Regions from separate parts of the Macaca mulatta genome. Here region 2 is linked to region 1. A link is a contact called in public Hi-C data. All regions are on one chromosome and are shown on one strand. The core of a region is the stretch at or near the end of the contact, and the rest is flanking DNA. Distances in the headings are between cores, read along the strand shown.

Evidence for each region. Hi-C and Micro-C count contacts between places; a contact is called where the count stands out from the background.
Region 2: a contact with region 1 is called in a Hi-C map of fetal cortex germinal zone, with 2.3 times the contacts expected there. The contact joins the promoter of CNNM3 here to the promoter of KANSL3 in region 1. A contact is called at or near these places in 2 of 14 Hi-C or Micro-C datasets (fetal cortex germinal zone and fetal cortical plate).

The regions. Positions count from the first base shown.
Region 1 is chr13:5,289,843-5,295,865 of T2T-MMU8v2.0, reverse strand. It overlaps KANSL3 (KAT8 regulatory NSL complex subunit 3), which reads left to right and starts at 1,690. Exons shown (of 21, transcript NM_001194121.2): 1 at 1,690-1,785; 2 at 2,902-3,166.
Region 2 is chr13:5,476,641-5,482,694 of T2T-MMU8v2.0, reverse strand. CNNM3 (cyclin and CBS domain divalent metal cation transport mediator 3) reads right to left here and starts at 3,406. Exons shown (of 9, transcript XR_013402587.1): 1 at 38-3,406. CNNM4 (cyclin and CBS domain divalent metal cation transport mediator 4) reads right to left here. Exons shown (of 7, transcript NM_001356559.2): 7 at 5,352-6,054.

The DNA of each region.
Region 1 (6,023 bases), core at 441-2,940:
GGTTGAACGTTGTATAAATTACATCTTATTTAATAGTTAGAAGGAAAACTAATGAATATCTAAAAGCTGGGAGCAGTGGCTCATGCCTGTAATCCCAGCACTTTAGGAGGCCGAGGTGGGTGGATCACGAGGTCAGGAGATGGAGACCATCCTGGCTAACACAGTGAAACCCTGTCTCTCCTAAAAATACAAAAAAATTATCCGGGCGTGGTGGCACACGCCTGTAGTCTCAGCTACTCGGGAGGCTGAGGCAGGAGAATCGCTTGAACCCTGGAGGCGGAGGTTGCAGTGAGCCGAGATCACGCCACTGCACTCCAGCCTGGCCGACAGAGAGAGACCCCGTCTCAACAACAACAACAACAAAACAAAACAAAACAAAAAATCAAACTCATTAATAAGCCAAGAAACGGGATAAGATACCATTTATCACCTCTTAAATTGGCAAAGAATGAATCTCGGCTCGGCGATCTCGGCTCACCGATCTCTGCCTCCCGGGTTTAAGTGATTCTCCTACCTCAGCCTCCCGAGTAGCTGGGATTACAGGCATGGGCCACCACACGTGGCTAATTTTTGCATTTTTAGTAGAGACAGGGTTTCGCCATTTTGGCCAGGCTGGTCTTGAACTCCTGAACTTGTGATCCATCCGCCTCAGCCTCCCAAAGTGCTGGGATTACAGGTGTGAGCCACCACACCTGGCCATTTTTAAAAATTTAATTAATTAATTTTTTTAAAAAAATAGAAACGAAGTCTGACTGTTCTGTGCAGGCTGGTCTTGAACTCTTGGTCTCAAGCGATCCTCCCACCTGGGCCTCCCAACGTGCTGGGATGATAGGCATGAGCCACAGCTCCCGGGTGAGATTTATCATCTTGAACCATGACTCTTGCTCTCTCAGTCAGTCAACCAAATAACCAATTATTGATCAGTCATCATTTGAACAATTACCTATGTCCTGGGCTCTATGTTCTCTGGAGGATACAAAGGTTAATTTCCCTGACTTTGAGGATCTACTGTCTCTACACAAAAACACATAGGAAAGTTAACCACACAAAGCGATCTAGGGTCAGTAACAAAATTCTATTTTTTTTTTGAGACATGGTCTCACTCCGTCGTCCAGGCTGGAGTTCCGTGGCGCGACCATGGCTCATGGCAGCCTGGACCTCCTAGACTCAAGTGATCCTCCCACCTCAGCCTCCCGAGTAGCTGGGACTACAGGCATACATCACTATCACACATGCCTAATTTCTAAAATTTTTTGTAGATACAGAGGTCTCATCATATTGGCCAGGCTCATCTCAAATTCCTGAGCTCAAGAGATCCTCCCGCCTAGGCCTCCCAAAGCGCTGGGATTACAGGCGTGAGCCACACAGGTACATTCTTAATGAGGAAATTCAGGGGACTGCCCTGGTGGAGGTGGACAGTTGGGTGCTCGACCGCCCAGAGGGCACAAAGGACCAACACGATGGGGGTGGCGAGAACTGGGGCCGTAGAAGCCAGCCTCGTCCTCCGCCCTCGCTTTCCCTACTGAAAATGCGCGAGGGGGACACTCCAGCCCAGGTGCTGACTTTCTGCTTCGGACACGCTCTCGCGCTCTCGGCGCTCCTCTTCCGGACTGAGGCGCCGGGGCTTTATCCGTTCCGGGCTTTGCCGCTCACCGCCTCTCCCTTCCCAGGCCGTGAGCCTCTTCCGCGTTTTACTCGGTGCCCGCAGCGCCGGGGCGTGGAGGCGTTGACGCGCACGCGCTGAGGGATCTGGCCCGGGCCGAGCGCGCGGCCGTAAGAGCGCGGGTGAGAGCTGCGTTGGCTTCGAGGGGAGTGGCGGGCCGTGGGGTTCGCGGCCCTGGTTGGGACGGCCGGGGGTCTCGGCGAGGGCTTCAGGGCTCTCGGGGCGTGCGGGGGCCCGGGCTAGGGCCGGCTGCCGGGGCTGGTCGGGCGGGTTGGGCCGGGGGCGGGCGGGGGCCGCGTCTGGGCCTCGGTGACGCGGACGCCGAGCCGTGCCCCAGGGAGCGGGAGGCGGGAGGCGGCGGGCGGCGGCGGGCGGCGGCGGGCGGCGGGCGGGGGCCAGGAGGCTCCTCCTCGTCGCGAACTCTGCATGACCTTGGCCAAGTCGCTTCAGTTCCCCGAGCTGGCGACCTCGTCTGTAAAATGCGAGTCATGGCCCTGTCTCCTCGATGGAGGCTCAGTGGCAGGAACGCCTGCGGGGCCGCCGGGGTCCGGGGCGGTTTGCTGGGGACGCCTCGCCGGGGGTGCGGGCGAAAGGGCTTCCACGGGGACCATTTTGTCACAGGCTTTGTGGGGGGAGCTCTCCTTTTCGTATAAACTCTGGAATATTACGAAGTACCGACAGAACTTTTGTTTCACGCGGTACGAGGGACTCGAAGGACATGGAGCCCTAGCTGGGATTCGCTTTTTTGAGGCCCGCGTTGCCCTGCCCTTTAGCGGTGCCCACGCTCCTGCTGCGGACCGGGCTCGGTTGGCATCGTCGGTAGAGGATGATGTGAAGCGACAGAGAACCTTAGCTTTCGACAAACTCACGTTTGTGATTTCCCGTTTGCCAGAACTCTTCCTGCCCACCTAGGAAGTTGTGCTGGCCAAGCAGGTGTAGTGTCTGTCCACGCCAGGTCTTTCTGAACCTCGGGGTCGGTGAGCTCTCCCGTTAGCGAATTTCAGTTCGCTAGAGGTTGAGTATGGGACAACTCATGGCACCTCGTTTTTCTTTTTTTTTTTTTCCTTTTTTTTTGGTGTTGGTGTGGGATTCCACGAACCCTCCCCACCAGAGGTCTGCTGTGAAATGGATACTCAACAGGAATGATAGTAGGTTACAAAAGTAAGCATGTTCGATGGTGTAGATTGGGAGAAATTCAGAATATTGGAATTGACCTAAACTGAAACTTCTCACTGCAGGTGACTAGCATGCAGATACCCTTGCTCTGACTTTCTGCCCCTCCACTGACATGGCCCACCGGGGTGGGGAGAGGGACTTCCAGACTTCAGCTCGACGCATGGGCACCTCGCTGCTCTTCCAGCTTTCAGTGCACGAACGGGAGCTGGACCTGGTTTTTCTGGATCATAGCTATGCCAAGCCTTGGAGTGCCCACCCAGATGCCAGTAGTGCCCGCCCCACCCGCATGCTCTTTGTCACTCCCCGGCGGCAGCACGAAAGTACCATGTGAGTTTGGGCTTCTGAGGGCTGCTGCTGCCATCACTGGGCAGTGATCAGATGGGAATTTAGAGAGGATTTTCTCAGGATTGACTGGGGGAGATTGTATGAGGCGTTTGGATGTTAAATTCAGGCATCTCTTAAGCAGCATAAGGATAGCAGGCTTGAATGTGGATATCTGTATGAGACAGCTAACAAGAATTAGGAAAGCAAGACATGGAAATGAAAAGCAGACGACCTATTCCACTTAGATAATAGGATGTGTGGAAAGGGGAAAATCGCAGAGGGTTATTTAACTGGTGAAGAAAAAGACTGAAAAGTTGATTTTAAAACATTACCACACAGGATACGACTCCTTATCACATTAGTCCAGTGCTCTGGGTTGCTTGACAGTGGCAACAATAGCCTTTTTATAGTAATGCATTTTGCTTTTCTTGGCTTCACACAGGAAGGTTAGAAGCCAGTTCCCAAGACATTGCTTTTTCTCTTCCCTTGTTACAGAGCTGCTATCCATGGGTTAATCTAAACCCTTCTTATGTCTAATGGTATTTTCACCCAGCCTATGTTATAGGGTAAGGAAGTTTCATAAATTGACTACCTGATGTGTGATACAGTTACATTTGGTCTAAATAAACCTGTTTGCCAATTCTTTCGCACTTTAAGGCACTCTAATTATGTTTCAAGATGTGTTGATATATTCTGTTATGGTGATCAAAGGAGGACTTTTGGAGAAGAGTTTTTTCTGTTTTTTTTTTTTTTTTTTTTTTTTTTTTGAGACGGAGCCTCGCTCTGTTGCCCAGGCTGGAGTGCAGTGGCCGGATCTCAGCTCACTGGAAGCTCCGCCTCCCGGGTTTACGCCATTCTCCTGCCTCAGCCTCCTGAGTAGCTGGGACTACAGGCGCCCGCCACCTCGCCTGGCTAGTTTTTTTGTGTTTTTTAGTAGAGATGGGGTTTCACCGTATTAGCCAGGATAGTCTCGATCTCCTGACCTCGTGATCCGCCCGTCTCGGCCTCCCAAAGTGCTGGGATTACAGGCGTGAGCCACCGTGCCCGGCCTTCTGTTTGTTTTTGATCTGACCTAATGTTTAATCTTTCCTTAAGCACTGGTTTCAATTTTGTGGGGCTTCTTTAGAGTCCCCCCTCCTGGAATTGAGCCCTTGTAGAGGCTTCTTTAGAGTCCCCCCTCCTGGAATTGAGCCTTAATGACCTGAGGAGTTAGAGATATCACGATGTGTGTGTGGTTTTTTTTTTTTTTTTTTTTTTTTTTTTGAGACAGAGTCTTGCTCTGTTGCCCAGGCTGGAGTGCAGTGGTGTGATCTCGGCTCACTGCAACCTCCACCTCCTGGGTTCAAGCGATTCTCCTGCCTCAGCCTCCTGAGTAGCTGGGACTACAGGCATGTGCCACCATGCCTGGCTAATTTTTGTATTTTTGGTAGAGACAGGGTTTAACCCACCATGTTAGCCAGGCTGGTCTCGAACTCCTGACCTCAGGCAGTCCACCCGCCTCAGCCTCCCAAAGTGCTGGGATTACAGGCATGAGCCACCGCGCCTGACCCACTACGTGTGTTTTAAACATGTGCAGAATAGTGTTTTTTATTTCATTTCCCAATGACTTTTTAATTTTGTTGCCTTTTTTTGGTTGTACATGAGATAAAATCTGTAACTTTAGGCAATAATTTAGCATAATCCTGATGCCTCTGGCCTAGGGCGTAACTGAAAAGCTCCTTTAAATAGTAGTTGAAATCTTTTCATTTTTGGCTGCATATTAGCTTCTTGCTGACATTAAAACTCCTGTGGCCACATCTCATGACATTTTCTTTTTTTTTTTTTTTTTTTTTTTGAGACGGAGTCTAGCTCTGTCGCCCAGGCTGGAGTGCCGTGGCCGGATCTCAGCTCACTGCAAGCTCTGCCTTCCGGGTTCACGCCATTCTCCTGCCTCAGCCTCCCGAGTAGCTGGGACTACAGGCGCCCGCCACCTTGCCCGGCTAGTGTTTTGTATTTTTTTTTTTTAGTAGAGATGGGGTTTCACTGGGTTAGCCAGGATGGTCTCGATTTTCTGACCTCGTGATCCGCCCGTCTCGGCCTCCCAAAGTGCTGGGATTACAGGCTTGAGCCACTGCGCCAGGCGACATTTTCTTAAAGTGAGATTCTGTGGACTTGGTTCTTTTGGTACTTAGAAAATTGTTTCCTTTTATAATCTCTGTCTCCAAATATAGACCCTGAAAATGAGAATTCGGCATGCTTTAAGAACTCTTTTAGGCCAGCGTGGCCAGAATATAATAGCAGTAGGGGTATAAGTGGGAGGTAGGGAGAAGTTGGCAGAGGTTACCTCGTGAAGGAATTTGATACTAAGAGTGGTGAGAAGCCATTGAAGGATCTTAAGCTAGAGATTCAATTTATACTTTAAAAAGATCATTTTGGATTTTTTGTTGAGTATGTTGTAGTGCAGGAGTAGAACTTATAGGATCAGCTGCAGGCTGCCATTGCAATGGACTGAGATGGGCCAGAAATCATGATATCTTGTATCGGGCAGGAACAGTACAAATGGAGAAATACAGATGACTTCGAGATGTATTTCATAGGTAGAGTGAATAGGTTAATAGGATCTGCAATAGTGAATTGGAAAGAAGAGCAAGAACCAGGGTTAAAGGAAAAGGTAAAATTAGGATGACAGATTTCTGGCTTGAGCAATTGGGTGGTGCCATGAGTTAGGGAAAACTGGGGGAGGATAGGTTTGTGATGGTGAAATCAAGAGTTCTCTTTTAGGTACACGTATCCAAGTACCTAGCTCAATGTCTGGCCTAGAGAAGATTATCAGCTCTTTTGCCCACCACCAAATCTAGCTGCACGTGATTTCATTTCGTTT
Region 2 (6,054 bases), core at 2,157-4,656, 190 kb before region 1:
GGCACAGGCGTCCCCTGCACCATGCCCGGGATGTTACCTCGCTTGAACTCCTCCAGGACAGCGTCCAGCTTGGTGTCGTTGAAGACGAAGTGGAGCGGATGGTTGTAGAAACGAGTGATGGTGCTGAGCGGCGTGCAGTCTTCAGGATCCACGAAGGCCAAGTCCTTGAGGTAGAGCATGTCCACGATGTTGGAGCGCTCCTCCTCGTACACGGGGATGCGCGTGTGGCCGCTCTGCATGATGCTGGCCAGGACGCCGAAGTCCAGCACGGTGCTGGCGTCCAGCATGAAGCAGTCTTCGAGGGGCGTGAGCACGTCCTCCACGGTCCGGCAGCGCAGCACGCCCTTGCTGAGATCGCTGTAGGGGTCGCCGCCGCCGCGCGCCAGCTCCAGCACCCGTTCCCGCAGCCGCCCGGGCCGCGCTGCCAGCTCCAGCAGCTGCCCCACGGGCAGCGCCACGGGCAGAGTGAGCAGGACGGCCAGGCGGCTGAGGCCGAGCGCGCGCGGCGCCAGCACCAGCGTCCAGCGACCGCTCACGGCGGCCGGCACCACCTCGCCCACCAGGAACACGAGCCCCGCGCTGCCCAGCACAGCAGGCACCGCACGCTGGCCGGCCGCGCGGTACAGCAGCACCGCCAGCGCCGCCTGCGCCAGGCTGGCCAGCAGCAGCAGCGCGCCCAAGGCGCAGCCGGCCCAGCGCCGCGCGGGCTCCAAACGCCGCGCCGCCGCACGCTCCGCCTCCGAGCCGCTCTCGCGCAGCACCTGCACCTCCGCCGGCGCCAGCGCCAGCGCGCTCAGCTGCAGGCCGCGCGCCAACGCTGCCAGCGCCAGCAGCCCGGCCGCCCCCAGGCCCAGAGCCCAGGGAGGCGCCGCCTCCTCGGCCGCCCCGCCACCCGGCTCCACGCGCACCGCCAGCAGCGCCGAGTGCGGGCGCACGGCCTCGGCCCGCAGGCGCAAGCGCAGCAGCGCGCGCCACTCGCCCGCGGGGGCGGCCGCCTCCTCCCGGCAGCCCGCCCCCTCGGGGGCCACCCAGGACCAAGAGCTGTTGGCGAAGCCCGGGCCGAAGAGGCGCAGGAGGAAGGTGGCGTCCGGCGTGTCCCGCGCCGCCCCTCCGCGTACCCACCCCGCGCCCGCCGCTCCATCCTCCTCCAGACAGAAGCCCAGCACTCGCGGGCCCGGCGCGGCGTCCCCCGCGGCGTTGCCCAAGCAGAGCGCGGCCAACAACCAGCCTAACACACCCGCCGCCGCTGCCGCCGCCGCCATCGCCTGCCGCCCCCTCTCGGCCTCTCGCGCAGCCTACCCCGCTCGCCCCGCGCCTCCCCGGGCCAATCGTTGCCGGTCTTCGCGCTTCCTCGGCCAATAGGCGGTGGGCAGGGGCGGGCCCCAGGGTCGGACTAGGCTGCGCCGGGGAGTAAACAAGCGGCCGCTAGGGGCGGGCCGGGGGCGTGGGGCTCTGGGCCCGGCCGGGTCTGCGGCAGCTCCGGATGCGCGGGGTGGCCGTGGCCGGGAGAACGCGGGGCGGCGGGCAGGGCCTCCTCAGCCCGGCTGTCCTCGGCCCGCGCGCGGCGCCCGGAGTCCCGTCCTCCCGAGGCTGTCCCGCGCGCCCGGAGGCCGCGCCAATGCTCTGGGAAGTGCCCGGCTCGGGAGCGGAGCTGCCGCTCGGAAGAACCTCGGGTCCTGGCGCGCCTGAAGTTAAAGACCGGACGGAGAGTTAAATGTGCGAGAGATGTGCCTTTTTCTTAGGAAAGACCACCGGGTGCCAGAAAGGTTTTCGACGCGCCGACCTATGGGGCTAAGAGGGCTGAAGTAAGAACCAGTGACCGAGCGCCCGGAGGTGAAGTTGATGGAAGATGTTCATCGCTCCGGACCCTGCTGGAGGTCTGGGGACGTCGGACACAGCCCCTGCGGTCCCGCTGCGGACCCCGCGATAAACACGCAGACACACAAAATCACTACCGCCTTGAGTCTGGACAGCTACCTCAGGTTGTTAGTATCTTACAGGAGCAGAGCGGAGCTCGGACCGACTTAGTGTGCGTGCTGGGTTCCGGCGCCCCCGGCCTGCCACCCAGGTCAGCATCGCAGCCACGCAGGGAGGCGGCAGTTCTGTCTACGGAATGACTACCTCTGGTGATTCCACTTCTCATAGCTCGCCGCTGGGAGGAAAGTACCACCTCTGGACTCACAAGATCTATTCCAGAGGATCCGCACTGGTGAATTGATTTTAGAAGACAGTGTGGTCTGTTGACAGTATGGAAGGTTCTTTACCCATTAGATATGATCTGTCTGTGATTGGAAGGAAACAGACCAGATGCTAACACTTCTCTGTAGATGTTCAGATTCAGTAATTTTTGTATTTTTCTCTACACTTTTGTTTTTTCAAATTTCCTAGCACAGGAAGACTTTGACTTACTGCGCATGTCATTTTAAATGACCTTTATAAAAACTATAGAAACAATTTGCTATGTCATGAAAGTAACATTCAAATAAAGTATGCACATTGTGGCCACAAAGTAAAACTTGTGTGGAAAGTAATGTGCAAAACAAAAAAAAAATTAAGTAAGCTGGTGGTGAATGGCCAAAGGAAAAGACTTTGTAAAAAACTTTTTAAAAGATGGTACTAGTGGGCCGGGTGCGGTGGCTCACGCCTGTAATCTCAGCACTTTGGGAGGCCGAGGCGGGCAGATCACGAGGTCAGGAGATCGAGACCATCCTGGCTAACACGGTGAAACCCCGTCTCTACTAAAAATACAAAAAGTAGCCTGGCGTGGTGGCGGGAGCCTGTAGTCCCAGCTACTCGGGAGGCTGAGGCAGGAGAATGGCATGAACCCAGGAGGCAGAGGTTGTGGTGAGCCAAGATCGTGCCACTGCACTCCAGCCTGGGCGACAGAGCAAGACTCCGTCTCAAAAAAAAAAAAAAGATAATAGTGTATTTTTAGAAGATGGTAATAGTGTCTCTTCTGCATTGTAAACCCAGAGCTGTGACCAGGCCAGTGGGGCATCTCTGTGTGCTCCAGTTTTCATTATCCAGATGATGGTCTGTGCCCTTTGAGTTTACCTTACTTTTGCAGATTACAGAGTAAAGCCGCCAGCAGAAGCAATACAGACGTTACTGGGCCTTTCCACTGGATCATCATCATGCTTCTGAAGAAAAAACAAAAGTGCAAACATTACAATAGATTCAGCTCCTTTAGTTCTCACTTCTGTCTCCAAGTCAAGATAAAATACTGACATTGAAAGAGAATGGATGACATGCTTGAAATGAGTCATGTTGGCCGGGCGCGGTGGCTCAAGCCTGTAATCCCAGCACTTTGGGAGGCCGAGACGGGTGGATCACGAGGTCAGGAGATCGAGACCATCCTGGCTAACACGTCTCTACTAAAAAATACAAAAACTAGCCAGGTGAGGTGGCGTGCGCCTGTAGTCCCAGCTACTCGGGAGGCTGAGGCAGGAGAATGGCGTAAACCCGGGAGGCGGAGCTTGCAGTGAGCCGAGATTGCGCCACTGCACTCCAGGCTGGGCAACAGAGCGAGACTCCATCTCAAAAAAAAAAAAAAAAAAGAAAAAGAAATGAGTCATGTGCCTGAAGAGTCATTAACAAAGAATGGTTCCAGAGGAAAGCCAGGAGAAACTCCCCATGGATTTAGAGACAGAGCTCTCATCTTTGACATGTTACTTTTTCCTTGTCTCAGGCTTCCTTGGAAAACCACCAACCTATAACTAACTTTCTGGGAGTAAAGCTTCAGGTAGAAGAAAATTGGATCAAACTTGGAAAACGTAAGTGGTCACTTAAATTGTCAGTACACAAAGATACAAAACAATCCAGTATGGGGCACGCAAACCTGCTCCTGGAGTGGTTTTCCATTTGCAGTAGAGGCCTCGACAGTCCTTCACCAGCTTCTCCTGTGGCTGTGCCATTCTTTACCCCACCCCTGGTTGGCATCAATGGAGACATAGCCACTTGACCTTCAGACCATTGTTGGCCCTCCCTGGGCCATTTTCCTTAGTGTTCTTTTGGATCAAGACATTTCCATGTTATATCTAAATATTTATTCTTGAGTTTTAAACCCCTGGCTACTTCCTGCTTATCTCTCAAGCCTTGGCTCATATGCTGCTCCCTCCGAGTGATCTTCCTTGACCTTCTTGACTAGGTTGGTTCAAGGTTAATCGAGCTATGTGCTCTCCCCACATCATCCAGTACATCCCCTATTGTAACATGTATTCACTTATTCATTCAACGAGTATTTCCTGCACTGAGTCCCTGCAATGTACCAGGTACTGTTCTAGTATCGGGACTGTAGTGGGAATAAAATTAAGTCCCTACCCTTGTGGGGATAGATTCTAGTGCAAGGACAATAGACAATACCAACGTCTATATTTTAATATCTGGTAGTAAGTGCTATGGAGGGAAAAAGGCAAGATCAAGAGACAGATGCTGGGGCGATGCTGATTGAGATGGGCTAATCAGGGAAGGCTTCTCAAGGAGATGGCATTTGAACTGAGGCTTAAATGAAATAAGGGGTGAGCCTCATCAAGACTTAGGAGACGTGTCCCAGGTCACGGAGACAGCAAATGTCCCCCTTGGGGTGGTGGGGAGGTTCTTCACTAAATTCACACGGGTTGGTAGTACCTGGCATGCGATAGGGGCTTAAACATATGGAACAGATGGATGAAGATAATTTACAAATCTTGCCCTATACACAAACGTTTGCCTGTGTACCCCTTTTATCTGGAATATCCTCTTCTCTTTGTTGCCTACCTAGATGCCCCCAGTCTGTCTACTCCATTAAACTTTGCATGCTTGGAGCCCCTGGTCTCAGCACACTGAGTCGCACAAGCCGGCCTGCAGCAGCTATACAGCACCACAGGAGTCCCCTGCAGAGCTGCGACTTCGAGTGGGTATAGTGACGGAACTCAGGTCCCTCAAGGGATGAGCACTCCAACTTTGAAACCACAAGCAGCCTGTAAGTGTGGACGAAGAGGCAGCTGCATGTTATAAAACAGTATTACACTTTCGGATCCAGCTTCTTTTGGTCCCATGGGTAGGAAAGAGGGGCAATTTGCTGAAGCTCACTGCCCTTCCAGTACTCACAAGCCAAGGGCCCTGTGGGGTCTGTTTCACAGGACTCATGCTCATGGCAGCTGAGCACATCTGTCCTATATGTCTGCCAGCAGCCATGACCCTCTCCTGTGATGACAGCCTTGACTCTATTTAGAAACTCCATTTCCGACTGCATCTCACAGCTGAATGGTCCTGGAATCCTTTATTGCCCCTTGCCCCATCACAAGAGACAGCCAGCCACAGCCACTTTTATCTCGACAACACACTAAATAGCGACAGAACAAAAAGGCAAGTTGTAGACTCACCAGGATTTATACATATTTCATTTTTTATTACCAATCAAAAATAAATTCCATATATCCTTTAGCAAATATTATCATTGTTTTGTGACAAAAGACACAAGAGTCATAACAACAAAACTCCCCGAGAGTCAAACTCATAACGCCAAAGTAAATCACAAAAATATACAAATTAAAATATTATGCAAAATAAATACGGCGGCTGTGACCTGCCTACCCATTTGGATGCCATTGGCAAAGGTCTCCCTTACACGGAAGACACAGCGGGCGGGACAGTTCCAGGGTATGGCTCATCCCAGGAACCAGAGGTTGAAATAGGAAGTGAAAAATTGCACTGGGAAGAGGAAGTCATCAGACCAACAGTATTTGGAAATAATGATGACCCTCTGTGAGAAGGGATGATCAATGGACCAGGGAAGAGGAGGGTCAGCCAGTTGGCGGTAACCGTGTGCACAGAGGTCACTGTGGAGGTGTGTACACCTGCCCCTTTTGCTTCCCACACCCCCACCAACGTCTTTTGCTCCACCTGGCAGTCAGGCTGTCAGGAGTACAGCTCTGCCAGCTTCCAAAAGGACTTGGGAGCAAGCTGCTCCTGGAGAAGACTAAGGGCTTTCCCCCAATAGGGAACAAAAGTCTGGTGTCTTTTTTCCTTAAAGTTGAGAACCCACGGGTGTCACCACCTTCTCTCCAGGCGTCC